Linked DNA regions of Oryctolagus cuniculus: region 1 is linked to region 2. A link is a contact called in public Hi-C data. All regions are on one chromosome and are shown on one strand. Each heading gives the region's core, a stretch centred on a gene start, on an enhancer-like site or on the middle of the called end of the contact. The rest is flanking DNA. Distances are from core to core; before and after follow the strand shown.

What was found. Hi-C and Micro-C count contacts between places; a contact is called where the count stands out from the background.
Region 1: a contact with region 2 is called in a Hi-C map of embryonic fibroblasts, with 2.1 times the contacts expected there. The contact joins the enhancer-like site here to the promoter of CCDC6 in region 2. A contact is called at or near these places in 4 of 6 Hi-C or Micro-C datasets (ear pinna, embryonic fibroblasts, psoas muscle and 1 more).

What each region holds. Positions count from the first base shown.
Region 1 is chr15:52,407,064-52,409,763 of mOryCun1.1, reverse strand. The region is part of intron 42 of ANK3 (ankyrin 3); the gene reads left to right. Among named protein-coding and RNA genes, the nearest start is that of CCDC6, 120 kb to the right of the region's middle. Within about 2 kb of position 1,318, at least 1 of the 8 cell types and tissues checked has an H3K27ac peak or open chromatin away from gene starts, as enhancers often do.
Region 2 is chr15:52,285,931-52,288,635 of mOryCun1.1, reverse strand. It overlaps CCDC6 (coiled-coil domain containing 6), which reads left to right and starts at 1,336. Exons shown (of 12, transcript XM_002718475.5): 1 at 1,336-2,695. The coding sequence starts at 2,381.

The DNA.
Region 1 (2,700 bases), core at 69-2,568, 120 kb before region 2:
GGCTCTCAACCTTGGTCAGACACTACAGTATAGATTTTTTTAAAATGTTTACGCTGGGTCCCGTTCCAAGAAATCTGCATAAACCCCTGTGGATGTAGCCCGGACTCCTGGGTCATTTTAAGTCTTCCCAGATCATCCTAATGTAATAATGTTTTCCACGCTAGAACACACAGAGCTTCAGTTGCCAAGCTAAAGATGGGAGATGTTTCTTAACCTACACATTAAGAGCTAAAAAACCGCAGGTATGTCCATGGGCTTGGAAGGGACAGGTCAATTGTGTGGCTAAGTGTACTCCTGATTGGAAGACATGATACAGCAAGTACAATATTAATCTGCAAAATAACCACCATGAAAACCCATTGAAGTAGTCTTTTTCTCTTTTAAAATTTCTATAATAATTTTCTTAATAGTTAAAAAATTAACAGGAAAATGGCAGAAAGCAATGCTTGTCTTCTAAGCTAGTTTCTCCTACCTTGGCTTTGGAAGGTATACAAAACCCAAAAATTCCGAAATGCAAATCTGTCCATCTCCGATTCATTATCTAAGCCCAGGAAGGGGTTAGATTCAAAATTCTCTTCCTGAAATGTTCCTGCCCTCATGCCTGCCCATCAGAGGGCGCCCTCGTCACAGTTTATACACAGTGCAGCTCTTTTATGCAGGGCACTCAGCCACTTAAATCACGGTGCTCGGGCTTTTTGTGCAGTGCAGTATTTGATACAAAGTCTCCGGCTTTTTGTGCAGTGCAATATTTGATACAAAGTCTGGTTCGTGTAGGACCTCCCTGCATCCTGTAAGGCTGAGATCAACACTGCACTACCAAGTTTTATAAGGGGAACTAACTCCCACTTTTAAAATCACACTCACTCAAAAACACGGGGACATAATTCATAGCATTTTTTTTAAGTTACTGAAATGTATCTACTATTTCTAGATAATGTTTGCTTACACTGAGGTAAGAAGAAGGCCTTGCTTCTTGTTACAAAATTCATCTAGGAAGTTGGGTTGGTCTTCAGTAGAGAACAACAAAAAAAATTAAACTAGGTTGTGAATTCCCATCTGTAAATTAACTAAAAATGATCAAACTTTCTAATAAATGGAATAAAGTGTATGTCACACAGTAAAACAGTAGGGGAAAAAGTTTAGAGAAACTTCCTGAGGATCCCCCTAAGAAACAGGGTGGGTGTGCACTGTGGTAACATTATAATGGGAACATCAGAGAAGCCTGGTGCCTACGAGGTTAGGATGAAGGGGTAAAAACAGAGGCGTGAAAATCCTGATCTTACTGCGCTTTGCCTGTCCTCTGGACATGATCTGCCCAATGAGTCACTTTCCTTCTCGGGACGATGGGAGCCATGGGGGAGGGAGGTGCTGAAACCACCCAGAAGGAATTGATACTTTGATGTTCTTGGCTGCAAGCGTTAGTGACCTGGGATCTGAAGGTCAACAGCACTTTTAATACAAAAAAAAAAAAGGCAAGTCTCGGGCTCTATAAGGCAGACAGGAAGTGCGGCACTGACATTTTGCACAGGCCAGAGTGTCTCAGGGGATCCTTATGAAGACAGAGCAACGTGTCCAGGATAAGCCCAACAACCGCAGGCGACCGAGAACACTCTAGGTCCCCAAGTGAAGCCTAATTCTCAGGTTCTTCTAGGTTTGCAGAAATGCGTTGTTGCTTGTACATGAGTGGACAGGATTATTCCTACAGGACAGCATGCCTCAGGATTTCTAGAGGGGCTGTGTCTTATTCTCAGACAGGCGTTCAGTTCCATCGGCTCTTCACGGTGACTGGGAAAGCAGGACTCCATGTGAGAGGATCTATGTTCCGTGGAGAAGGAATTCACATAAGAACAATGCTGAACAAAAGTTTGAAAACCTTTGCTAAAGAATGTTGATTTATTTTGACATATTCAGCCTGGCCATCAAACACTGATGCTTTATATAGGAACTGTCCAGTAAGATAAGACATTCTCAGTAAAACCTCCATTAAAAAAAAAAAAAAAAAGCTAAATTAAATGATCCCACCATGACTGATGTGGACAGGAGAAGAAAGCTGTTCTTTGCAGTGCTTAAAGTTTTTAATAAAAACACTTTTAAATTATTTTATTCATGATGGAGGAAACACAGACCAGACAGAGCGCCCATTCACTGGTGCGTTCCCCAGATGCCTGCAGCTGCTGGGGCTCAGCCGGGCCAGGCCAAGGCCAGGAACTGGTTAACACAATCTAGGTCTCCCACGTGGCTGTCAGGAACCCAACTCATCACCATCACCTCCCCAGGCGCACAGTGACAGGAAGCTGGAGGGAGGAACCAGAGCAAGAGATGAAACCCAGGCACGCCGAGAAGGGATGCAGGCATCTCATCTGCTGTGCGGAACAATGGCCCCACCAGCTAGGCTTTGATGTTAAATTACATCTGGAGAAGCCATTCCATAGAAATTAAGTAATGGCGCTGTTCTTTTTGCAGAGATTAGCTGGATTTTTACAGCGGCATGGGGGAGGGGTCAGGGACTTATAAAACGTTCAGAAACAACTGAGATGCCCTACAAGGTGGGGGAGGGGATGTCTGGTCCACCCAATAAGGCCCAGGAAAGCATCTGGTCTGGCCCTGCCAAGGCAGCTGCAGGCAGGACTCGAAGTCCAGTGCATCCATAGCAGGCTAATTTTGAAGTTGGTAAGTTTGCATGGCCTGCAAATGGTGTTA
Region 2 (2,705 bases), core at 87-2,586:
TATTCCCATCTGTATCAGCAGGAAGCTTTAGAAGATGACTTTCCCCCTAAAGTCTTCTAAACACGATTACTGCGTGCAAGTACCATGTCAAAATGCAGATTTCCTCCAAATCCTATTGAACACCAATACAGTCTTAAGCTTACCATGACGTGGGCCCTTTAAGAAAGCCAGGCGCTTCAAACTCCGCCCCTCTGCTGACTTGAAGCAGGCAAGCTGCTTTTCCAAAGCAGTTGGTTTAGTGATAAAGCTCAGAGAGAGCTAATTTGCCCCCTGCTCTGCCTGGAAGGAATGTTCCTGTTGCAATAAGCTCTAAAAGTGGAAGACTTAAGATAGGATGGAACAATAGTAACTTGTGAAGTATGGAAGCCAGACCCACTCTTAAGAGTCTATCACAGGGCTGAATAAACTGGAAAGAATGCTGTTAAATCGGCTTCCCCTGTGCTACTACTCCCTGCTAACTTTACTCTCCCTTTCTTACCCAGCAAGTGAGTTTTCCAGACACCCTTTCTGACTTAGCCAGCTGCTTGTCTTAGGTAGCAGCCCCTGAAAAGGCAAACTCAGGGTGGACAGACAAGTTTCAGTGGAAATTACACTGGATCCCCCCGTAACAATTTCTTACTTGCTGTTTTGGAAGAGCAGAACCAGGCACTTTGTTTCCCCTTCAATCACCAGCAGCGACTGAGTTCGGAAGTCCTCAGCCTCAAACCAAAGCATACCTAGGAGGACTCTGGGACTTAAAAGCAGTTGACTTTTCAGAGTTGTTTGCTAGGAGCAGCCATCTTGGTAAAAGATGATGTCATTTGGAACACTTGGCAGGTTAGTTTACTCCGAGGTACCAGTTTCCATTAGCTATTGAATAACCGTTTAACCATTAGATTGAATTTAGGTTGAGAGAGAGAGAGAGAGAGAGAGAGAGAGAGGAAATAAAGAAAATCATTAAAGTCATCTCTTTATTCTTACTAACACTTCATAAGTCTTTCCAAAAGTTCAAAGCAGTAAGAAAAATTTTGCACTTAAAAATGTGTTTTTTTTTCCTTTTCTGTTTCCATGTGTTTGTTCTTCCTTTGACTAAGCTTGGATAATAAAATTAGTCTGGTCAGTTTCACTTTCTAATTTTTGTACATAAGTGAAAGCTGTTTTGTGTCAACAGGGTAAAGTGTGTAGAATCATCTCACCTGCTGGACCAATTTTCTGCGAGCCTTTCTTTGGGAGGGGGGAGGAGAAATAAAAATATCTGACTTTTGGATTTTTTTTAATGCCTCAAAGCTAGAACCCTGAATTAGATCACATGAGAGTAATTAGCTTGCTTGATTTCTACCTAAGGTTTGATTTTGTTGTACCTGTGTATTATAATGTTATGTCTGCAGTTACTTTGGAAAATTGGCACTTAAAGAGATGTGTTTCAATCCTTCCACACAATGTTTCTCTTTTATTTTTTGGACTGGACTACTGTTAGTGTCTTAAGCCCATTGTGTGACGTGCTGGAACTGTCTGCAAGATGCAAAGCGAAAAAAAAAAAAAGACTTGCACCTTGCTTAAACAATTGAGCACAGTGTGGTGGGTGAGATTATTAGCGGGCGGTGCGCGTCTCCTGCAAATTCCTTCTTAACAAGGTTAACCTGTAGCTGCTGTTGTTCCACTGCGTTCAGCCTCCTCGCCGAACTTTCTGTGCCCGCAGCTCTATCCAAAGCCGAGCACTTCATTCAGGAAGATCAAACTGCGCGTTTGCGCGAAACAGACAGGGGGAGGCAAGCGCACAGGCAGCCGGCGGAAGATGGGGCCACCGCACGGCCGGGGCTGGATGCCGGAGCCGGGCTGACCTTTCCACGTGTCCCCAGCACCTGCGAGGCGGCCGGCGCATTGGTTTCCATTTTCCCCGGAGCAGGCGCGAGCCCGGAAGAGGTTGGGCGGTCGTGGGCTTAGGTCAGGGGTCTCGGAGGCCCTCCCTCGGAACACGTGCGGCCCGCGAGCCGCCGGTGAAGGGGCCGGCCCGGCCTTCCCGCACCAGCTGGGCCCGCGTATCCCCCGGCCCGCTGGCGGTGGCCCGGCGGCAGCGGCGGCGGGCGGGTCCCTGAGCTCTCGGCACGCTGTGCAAGGGCGGCCTAAGCGAGCGCGACAGGCCCGGCTGGAGCGAGCCCCAGTGCAATACTGCCCGAGCCCGGGCGGGGTCTCTGTTCTCTGGCAGAGGAGGTCCCTTGGCAGCGGGAAGCTCCCTCTCTTTCTCTCGCCGCCGCTCCGAGTCTGCGCCCTGGTGCCAGGCGCCCAGCTCGGCGCTCCCCAGTGCTCGCCCGGCGCCCACTCATTCGCAGCCCAGCCTTCGCCGCCGCCGCCTCCCTGCTCCTCCTCCACCTCCTCCTCCTTTCCCCAGCCCGGCGCGGCCATGGCGGACAGCGCCAGCGAGAGCGACACGGACGGGGCGGGGGGCAACAGCAGCAGCTCGGCCGCCATGCAGTCGTCCTGCTCGTCGACCTCGGGCGGCGGCGGCGGTGGCGGCGGCGGCGGCGGGGGAGGCGGTGGCGGTGGGAAGTCGGGGGGCATTGTCATCTCGCCGTTCCGCCTGGAGGAGCTCACCAACCGCCTGGCCTCGCTGCAGCAGGAGAACAAGGTGCTGAAGATTGAGCTGGAGACCTACAAACTAAAGTGCAAGGCGCTGCAGGAGGAGAACCGCGACTTGCGCAAAGCCAGCGTGACCATCGTGAGTGCCC